3 separate regions of the Mus musculus genome follow, and all the other regions are linked to region 1. A link is a contact called in public HiChIP or PLAC-seq data. All regions are on one chromosome and are shown on one strand. Each heading gives the region's core, a stretch centred on a gene start, on an enhancer-like site or on the middle of the called end of the contact. The rest is flanking DNA. Distances are from core to core; before and after follow the strand shown. Region 1 overlaps Pik3r5 (phosphoinositide-3-kinase regulatory subunit 5). Region 2 has its middle 17 kb from the start of Rnf222. Region 3 overlaps Stx8 (syntaxin 8).

The links. HiChIP or PLAC-seq counts read pairs in DNA pulled down with a chosen protein or histone mark.
Region 2: a FOXA1 HiChIP or PLAC-seq map of pancreatic cancer cells shows a contact between it and region 1. The contact joins two enhancer-like sites. A contact is called at or near these places in 4 of 39 promoter capture datasets (the 3T3-L1 cell line, the C10 cell line, cranial neural crest and 1 more), 1 of 15 datasets of contacts at CTCF or cohesin (the NIH/3T3 cell line) and 3 of 115 datasets of contacts at active chromatin or transcription factors (T-cell acute lymphoblastic leukemia, microglia and pancreatic cancer cells).
Region 3: a contact with region 1 is called in a FOXA1 HiChIP or PLAC-seq map of pancreatic cancer cells. The contact joins two enhancer-like sites. A contact is called at or near these places in 2 of 115 datasets of contacts at active chromatin or transcription factors (Th17 cells and pancreatic cancer cells) and 1 of 9 other capture datasets (embryonic stem cells).

Annotation. Positions count from the first base shown.
Region 1 is chr11:68,457,022-68,459,666 of GRCm38.p6, forward strand. All of the region lies in intron 1 of Pik3r5 (phosphoinositide-3-kinase regulatory subunit 5), which reads left to right. Among named protein-coding and RNA genes, the nearest start is that of Pik3r5, 26 kb to the left of the region's middle. Within about 2 kb of position 1,305, at least 70 of the 459 cell types and tissues checked have an H3K27ac peak or open chromatin away from gene starts, as enhancers often do. A contact at or near this core is called in the NIH/3T3 cell line, microglia and pancreatic cancer cells, where this site is marked.
Region 2 is chr11:68,870,708-68,873,352 of GRCm38.p6, forward strand. No RefSeq gene overlaps it. Among named protein-coding and RNA genes, the nearest start is that of Rnf222, 17 kb to the right of the region's middle. Within about 2 kb of position 1,289, at least 138 of the 459 cell types and tissues checked have an H3K27ac peak or open chromatin away from gene starts, as enhancers often do. A contact at or near this core is called in the NIH/3T3 cell line, microglia and pancreatic cancer cells, where this site is marked.
Region 3 is chr11:68,088,712-68,091,356 of GRCm38.p6, forward strand. The region is part of intron 6 of Stx8 (syntaxin 8); the gene reads left to right. Among named protein-coding and RNA genes, the nearest start is that of Stx8, 120 kb to the left of the region's middle. Within about 2 kb of position 1,325, at least 71 of the 459 cell types and tissues checked have an H3K27ac peak or open chromatin away from gene starts, as enhancers often do. A contact at or near this core is called in pancreatic cancer cells, where this site is marked.

The DNA of each region.
Region 1 (2,645 bases), core at 55-2,554:
TTTATGGACTCAGAAAAGTCTCCTCCTCCTATCCTAGCTGTCCTAGCTCCATCTCTGTTTCTGTCTGTGCCAAAATACACTGACCAAAAGAAACTTAGGGAAGAACTGGCTCATAATTCCAGATTACAGTCCATCTCCTCGGTCTCATCTAGTTCTCTCCTGTCTTATCTAGCTCAAAACCCCCAAGGACATGCCTTGAGGCCAACCTAATCTAGGCAGTCCCTCAGTTGAGTCTCTCTTTTAGAAGATTCTGGGTTGTGGCTACTTAGAATTCAATCTGGTTAGTGACAGTTATCATAGCCACATACCAGTTACCAAACTTCATGTCAGGTCAAACTTGTGGTCCAGGCACCCAGTTGTCAGCGATGGCAGTGGTGGTATTCATTACCCACTGCTTGCCCTAACTTTGCCAGATCTCCATCAAATACTACAGTGGGAAACTGGTAGTACCAATCTTACAGCTCGTGGGGTACCCATCCATTAACTAGAGGTAGAGCTTGGTCTCAGTGGTGGTGATGGCAGCATTGACACATTTGTGGATAAACTACTTATGATATGACAGGCAACAGACTGTGTGTTTAACACAGCGAGGGTCACATTTCACCATCTGACTAGCTGGCTCAAACCAGGTGTAGGTGGTCTTGGCTAGGAAGGCACTCATGGCAGGTTTTCCCAGAAAAGGTCACAGAGGCCCGTGTGGCCAGCAGGAAGGGGATCCAGGGTCGGTGTGGCACCAGGTCTGGTCTGGGATTCTGTCAGAATCTGTCTGAAGAAAGATACCACCTTCCTAATGAAGCCATTGAGGTTAGTAGAGGTTGGTGTTCATATATACAATGCAAGCAACCACTCATACAAATAAAAACGAAATCTTTAAAGAGATCTTTAAAAGAATTGTTTATTTTTTTACAAAAGGAAAAAATAAAGAATTAAAAAAGATATCAACTGGAATCCCACGGGAACCCATCCTGGCAGGGGCATCGGGAAGTTTAGCGTTGTCCACTAATTCTCAACATGGTGGTTGCTCTCTTAGTGTGGGGAGGAGGCAAAGGGAGAGAGCCAAGAATAGGTTCTGTTTTCATGTTCTGGTCTTTAGGGTGGCTCTTAGGAAGTTTGGGTTCTGACCTGAACCTTTTTCTTTGGCCTTTAGCTGAGGGAAAAAAAGGAGGAAGCTGGTCTTCCAGGCATCGTGCCCTCACTGTGGGTGTCCAGAATTGACTTAATCAACATCTCTGCAGACTGAGTCACCGGGGTGTTGTAGTCGATGTGATTTCCCCTCAGGCCTGAGGAATATCCCCTATTGCTCATATACTCTCGGGGACATATTGGGGTGGAGCTTTGGTTTGTATGCTTATTGTTCAAGGAGACTCAGTCCAGGCCCCATGCCCAGTCATGGAATCAGAACCATTAACACGGTCGACAGGCTCCCGTGGCCAGAAATGGAACCAGACAATTGTAATGTAGTCGCTGGGGAAGCAGAGAGGCTGTGGATAATGTGGATAATGGCCTTGTAACCAGCCGGGGGGTCAAAAGACCTACCTTAAAACAATAAGCTGAAAGAGTCAGTAGGGTAGCTGAGTGGGAAGTGACACTTGTCACCAAACCTGAGACCCCAAGTTCAACCCGGGAACTCACATGGTGCAGGGAGAGAAGTGACTGTTGTTAGTTGTCCTCTGATCTCACATGCACGGTGGTAGATGCACACACACACACACACACAAATGTATTTTTAAAAAAGATATGGCTGAGAGATGATTCAGCAGCTGGGAGCTCTGGCCACCCTTTTGGAGGACTTTGGTTCAGTTCTAAGGACCCACATGACAGCTCACAACCATCTGTAACTCCATCTCCGAGAGATGTGATGCCCTCTTCTGGCCTCCTCTGGCACCAGGCACAAGTGGTCCAGAGACACATATGCAGACAAAACACCCAGATACAAAAATAAACATGACAACTAAATGAGGGTATTAACGAGAAGAGTTCAAGACAGAAGAGTGCAAATTGCATGGTGATGTCAGGAGTTTGGTACCAGCCTGGAGGGAAGGGGCTGGATCTCCTGGGGTCTCGTGAACTGTGTCAGAGATTGAACTGTGTCCCAGGGGAGTAAAAAGCACAAGAAAAAATGTAAGGGGGCAGGGAGCAATCCCTTGATTCCTATACAGTTCTGCTGGTTTGGGGATTCCCTGGGGTTTGAAGCGTCAGCCTGTAAACATTCCCTTATGCCCATTCCTAGAACACATTCTCTGTTAGCTTGCAGGTGACCGCCCTCTTGATTTATTTCTCCACTCATTCATTTCGTCTGTTTTAAAACTTCTTGCAAGTGGAGTCAAAAAAGCACCTGCCGTTATTTTATTTCTTCACACACCATGTTTTGGGGTTGCATCCATGTCATTACATGTATTCATAACCCCCTCTTCTCTGTAGGCTCAGTAATGATACATTGTATCATAATAATACATTATGTACCAGCAATCATCCTTCTGTTGATAGATCAGGGTGGTGCGGGTGGGAGATAATTTTGAATCAAACTTTCTATGAACAAGTATTGCACAAGTCTCTTGTCAACATAAGGTTTCACTTCTTTTGTGGGGAGGAACACACTAATTAGGTCAAAGGCTAGGCGATTGTTTAATTTTGTGAAATTGCCA
Region 2 (2,645 bases), core at 39-2,538, 410 kb after region 1:
CACACACCAGTGATTCTAGCACCCAGAAGGCAGAGGCAGGAAAATCAAGACAGACCCAAGGCCAACCTGATCTGCATAGCAAATTCTATACCAGCCAAGACTAATAGATGTGAGCCCCTGGCTCAAAGGGGACTGACTGGGGGGGGGGGGGGGGCTGGAGAGATGGCTCAATGGTTACGAGAACTTCTGTTCTTGCAGAGGGCTGGGTTTGCTTCCCAGCACCCACATGGAGGCTCACAAGTGTCTTTAACTCCAGTTCTAGGGGATTCAAGTGTCTAGTCTCTAAGGGAACCCATGGATGTGTGCACATACACACCCACAGACATACACATAAAAATAGATAAAATGTCTATGTTTGTAGGTCAAAGTGCTCATATTTGAGGATATACTTATACAAAGATTGTCAGTGTCTCTGCATGGATAGCTTGTATTTTATCAAATAAGATAGTATCATGGAAAAAGTATGTCTAGTTCCATTTAGAAAACGAAATAAAGAGAGCCCCAAGCCTTGAGAAACACAACCTCCTTACAGTGTAGGAAACACTTTCATAACCATTGTCCTACAAGCTCTGGACGAGTTCAAATAAAATAAAAATACTTCGCCATCCATAGGCAAGAAGACAGAACGAAAGAAGCCGCTGGCCCGTCAGGAGTTGAGCGATTTAGAAGCAGCCAAGACTTCAAAACAAGCCCCTCACTTGTTCAGTCCGGCATGACATCATTGCCTCACCCTGATTGTCTCTCCATCAGCCCAGATAAACTTGTCTGAACCCAAAAAGCTCCCCGCCCCTCCAAGAAATACTAGCAGGCGGCCAGGAAATAAAAACCAAATCAAGGTGATCAGGATCCAGATGAGGGAAGATAACTGTGTTTTCAGAAAAAAGGCACCATAGCAAATGCCTAGTGTCACCTATCACAGGGACATAATGGCATTCATCCTAACTGGCCACCATATGGGCAGAAAGGGTTCTCAGACACCAGAAGCCTCCACTCTGGTGTCTCTCAGGCCACGCCCAAGCCCCCCACCCATTCCTTCCCCTCCCTCACTCCAATCCCCCAAAGTTGCAAGGCACCTGGTCCTGGCTCCTCAGCTGATCTGGTTCACAGCAGCACGTGGGGACCACCCGGGGCCAGCTGGGAAAAAGCAGAGGTCAACAGGAAGAAGGAGACTCAATCATGTCTGACAAAAGAGACTCTGGGACAGGAAGTGAGTTTGAGCCAGGAAGGCTGGGGCCTGCTGTCAAGTAGTGAGGCAACCCTGCCAGCCTTGTTACTCAGCTGGAGTTGAGCAAGACCTGGGAGCTTGGGCAAGGGAGTAAGAAATGCCAGTCATAGCTTCAAGGCTCTCCACCTCTGCTGTCTGCGTGTGAACGGCTGCTTCTGGTCCTCTCACCCACTTCTCCCCTCTGTCCCTAAGGACGAATGAACGCTGGCTAACTAATTTAGTGGAGGAGACAAACAGGTGCCAATGTTTTTATGTCTACGCCGGTGCAATAACACAGCAAGTAAGAGCTCAAATTAGGGGTTCGTGGGTGTGGCTCAGTGGTACTCTACTTGCCCAGCCTGGGTAAGGCCCTGGGCTCTGTGGCCAGTGCTCAAAACCAAAACAAACCAGAGAGAGAGAGAGAGAGAGAAGAGAACACAATCTTAAAGGCAGAGAGCTTAGACTTTTCATCCTTGAACCTCGTTTTCCCTCTTAGGAATTGGAGCTAACACCAGTGCTGACTCCTGCCACTGTTTGCCGCTCAGATGGGATAATGTGTATAACTACCTCCATATAAATCCCAAGATCCAGTGAGTCCCTTGAGCTGTCAGCATTGTCCCCTTCCTGCCTTTCCAAGGCTGGTCCATTCCCTAAGTCTTTATCAGATCACGTAAGCCATCCACGTCTCTTGCCTCCACAGTGACTGCCGTTCTCCTGTGCCCATTAGTCTTACCAAATAGAACAGGAGCCATTAGTAAAAGTGGGCACGGATAACACGTTAAAGTTATTGCCTGCTCCTGTCTAGTCTACAAATGTCCGTCTTATGGAAAACAAAATAACAATGCCTTATCTGTTGTTAACAACACAAAACAAGAAGCTTCCCTGGGAAGTCATTTCCCATAGGGGTGTCTTTATTCTCAGAGAAGGCAGGTTTTGTACATACTTGTCTCTAATAGGTGCCTAGGAGGGGCCAGCAAGTACTGGAAGTTAGTCTATAAATATTTGTGGCTCTCAGTGATCTGATGGAAACATGGCCCTATTTAAACCCAGTCCTAAACTGTGAACTGACCTCAAGGGGACAGGATACCTCAGACAGATAGGCAGACATGTAAGGTTACAGAGAGAGGGGTTTACTATAGAACTTACTAAGGAAGTATAGTCTTGAGTGACAGTAAAAACTATAGCTGGCAATCTGGGTCAGAAAGAGGAGTATACTTGTGGGCTGGGACAAAAGTGACTTCATCCTGGCTGGAACATACCTGGTATCTCATAACAAAATATCAAAGAGTCGGGTGTATTCCTGGGGCCAGGGTCTGGTTGTTCAAAGCCCCATATTTGACTTTAATGGTTTTATCTAGTTGTGGTTTGCTGGGAGACCATACAGGAAAAACCGGCCAGGGTTACTCAGGGGCAATCACGGTGGCTATGACTCAAGATGGCT
Region 3 (2,645 bases), core at 75-2,574, 370 kb before region 1:
ATAAGGAAGTAGTAATTAGGGGGAGTGGGATGGAGAGGATGATATTAGGGTTTCTCCAGCCTCCTTTCTTGGCCTAGGTAAAATGTGACTGGGATAGCCGCATCCTGATTATTAGGGTTGGGCCTGGAGCTGAGTGGCAGAACGCTTGTCCTGTGTGCTCTAGGTCCTGGGGTGCAGTCCTCAGTACTACACAGACACTAAAAAATACACACTTTGTGATAATTGACTCAACTGTGGATTGGAGTTACTTGTATTTCACAACCAATATGGAAATGTTAATTAGCTCCTAGTTTCATGGCTGTGCTGTCCCTGGATTCAAGCTCTGTGGTATCACTGACTACTGTGATTTATAGCTTCTGTTATTATATAATGACTCAACCAACTTGAGTCCCCTCCTCCCCATTCATTTCTTCATTATCTGAAAACAATATGAAGGACAGGGTGTTCATTGTATAACCCAGGCCGGCCTCAAACTGGTGGCAATCCTGCCCTTAAGTTCTTGGATTATCAGCATGAGCCACAACCCCTGACTGAAAATATTGAAAAATATTTTGGTGGGGAAATGGTATGTGTGTGGTACATAAATGTCCTTTGTAAGTGATATTACAATATTGTCTCTGACATGTTGTTCAGACATAAATGTTGTATGTTTGCAAAAAATTTAGAATATGCTTTCTAACATATAAATCTATGCATGCATATACAGACATAGAAACAGAAATATTTGTATATACACATACACCCGTGTAATTCTTTGTTATGACATACTGTTCGTTTATCATGTTTTCTGTCACTCTCTCTGCAAATGGAATCCGCAAATGGAATCTGCAAATGGAAGCTGGCCCAACAGATCCCATCCACACACGGGGAGCATTAGTGCAGCGTGAGGCAAAGTCTCTCCGCCACATAGTTCTGCTAATCGGAATGAGTTTAGCATGTGGTATTTACTGTTTGGTCTTGCCGACACTCACTTTGTGTTCTGACACGATGCTCTAGTTACTAACAAAAGCATCTGCCATGGAAAAAAAGTAGTCAGGTGATCTTGCTGGAGTTTGAAAATGTGGCAGCTCTTGGTGGTTTTAAATATATGGAAATTAAAGATGGGTAGTCAGCTAGCGACTCAGACAATTTTTTTGATGCTGCCACAGACCCCACAAACTTCACTGCAAGTGCAGCCTGGGAAGAATAAAAATCCAGGAGGGACGGAATGGCGGCTAAGAGGCACGATGGCCAAAGGCTGCCTGCCACAGCCAGAAGATGTGAGTGATTGCATCCTGTGAGGCACTAAGCACTTTAGCAAACCTGTGTAGTTTGATCCCGCTTCATGCCTTTTCTATGACCTCATTCCCTGCATTCCAGAGATGGGCGAGTAGTCTCTGACTCCGTGTGCAGTTGCCTGCGGTCTCTTTCTTTGTGAGTACACCATAGCCCCTCAAGGATGGTTTCTTTGTTTTGGATAGAGGTCCTTCCTATGTCACCCATGTGGCTCCAGCTCCTGGGCTCAAGCTGTCACCTCACTTCAGTCTCCCTAGTGGCTGGTACTGTGGTTAGTGCAGATGCAGGCTTCGAGTGGCTAGATTCTGAGTCCCCCCAGATCACAGTCATTTGTCCCCACATCTCTTTACCCCATTGTTTGCTGGTATTTCCTGGATGCTGTGTGATAGATCGTGTCCTTCCTTTATTGGGGAGTTTCCTCCCTTGCTGCTGTCCTAATGCTTGCAGAATTGTATCTGTATTCTGAATGTTAGGAACCGCAGGCGCAATCTCTGCAGATGATAAACACTGTCCACGACGGATACCTAATGCTTACATTTTGGTTGTTCCTACAGGAAGACTCAGTGTTTACCACATCAGAGAAAAGTCCTCTTTCTTTTACTTGATGGTTATCTCATCTGTCTTCCCAGCTCTTTATCCCCCACCTCTCAGTTTTATTTGCTAACATGTTTCGTCCTTTTTATGCCCTTTTCTGTCTTCTGGGGCATATTTCCTAAAGCTCGCCCCTAGTGTACAGTAACTGCCTTCCTTGTTTCTTTAACAGTCAGGGTTCTGTCTTAGTGTTGTCAAGGGTGTGACATTGTTGCCTTTTGGTAGGTCTGAGCTTGTGACACTGACTTAGTGTCTAATGGCTTCGTCTTGGGAGTATTCCTTGGATGTTCCTTTATTTGAGCTCTTTCTTGCACCTCTTGGCTCTTTGTACACAGAGCTCCCTGTCCATTTGTTTGGCAGTTGGGAAGGGTCTTAGCACAGGCCTCTGTTGCACATTTCAGACCCAGATGAAAGGCTCTGGTTTGAGGTGCGGAGAAAACATGACAGGGGTCCTTGCTTTCTGCCTAACCTGCCCCTGCTCACTGCCTCCCCTCGCCCCACCATGTGTAAGGTGTGAACAGGCAAGGGGACATCCCCATGGAGTGGCTTCCAGAGTGGTGGCTTCCAGAAGCACTGCAGGAGTTCCTACCAGGTGCCCTGCAATAGGAAACCCATAGGTAGGAATTTAAACTAATAACTTTAGAATTTTTATTTATTTAAATGTGTGTATGGGTGTTTCACTATACATACAAACACACACACACACACACACACGTATGTGCACCACATGCACACCTGGTGCCCATGGAGGTCTAAAGAAAGCATCAGATACCCTGGGC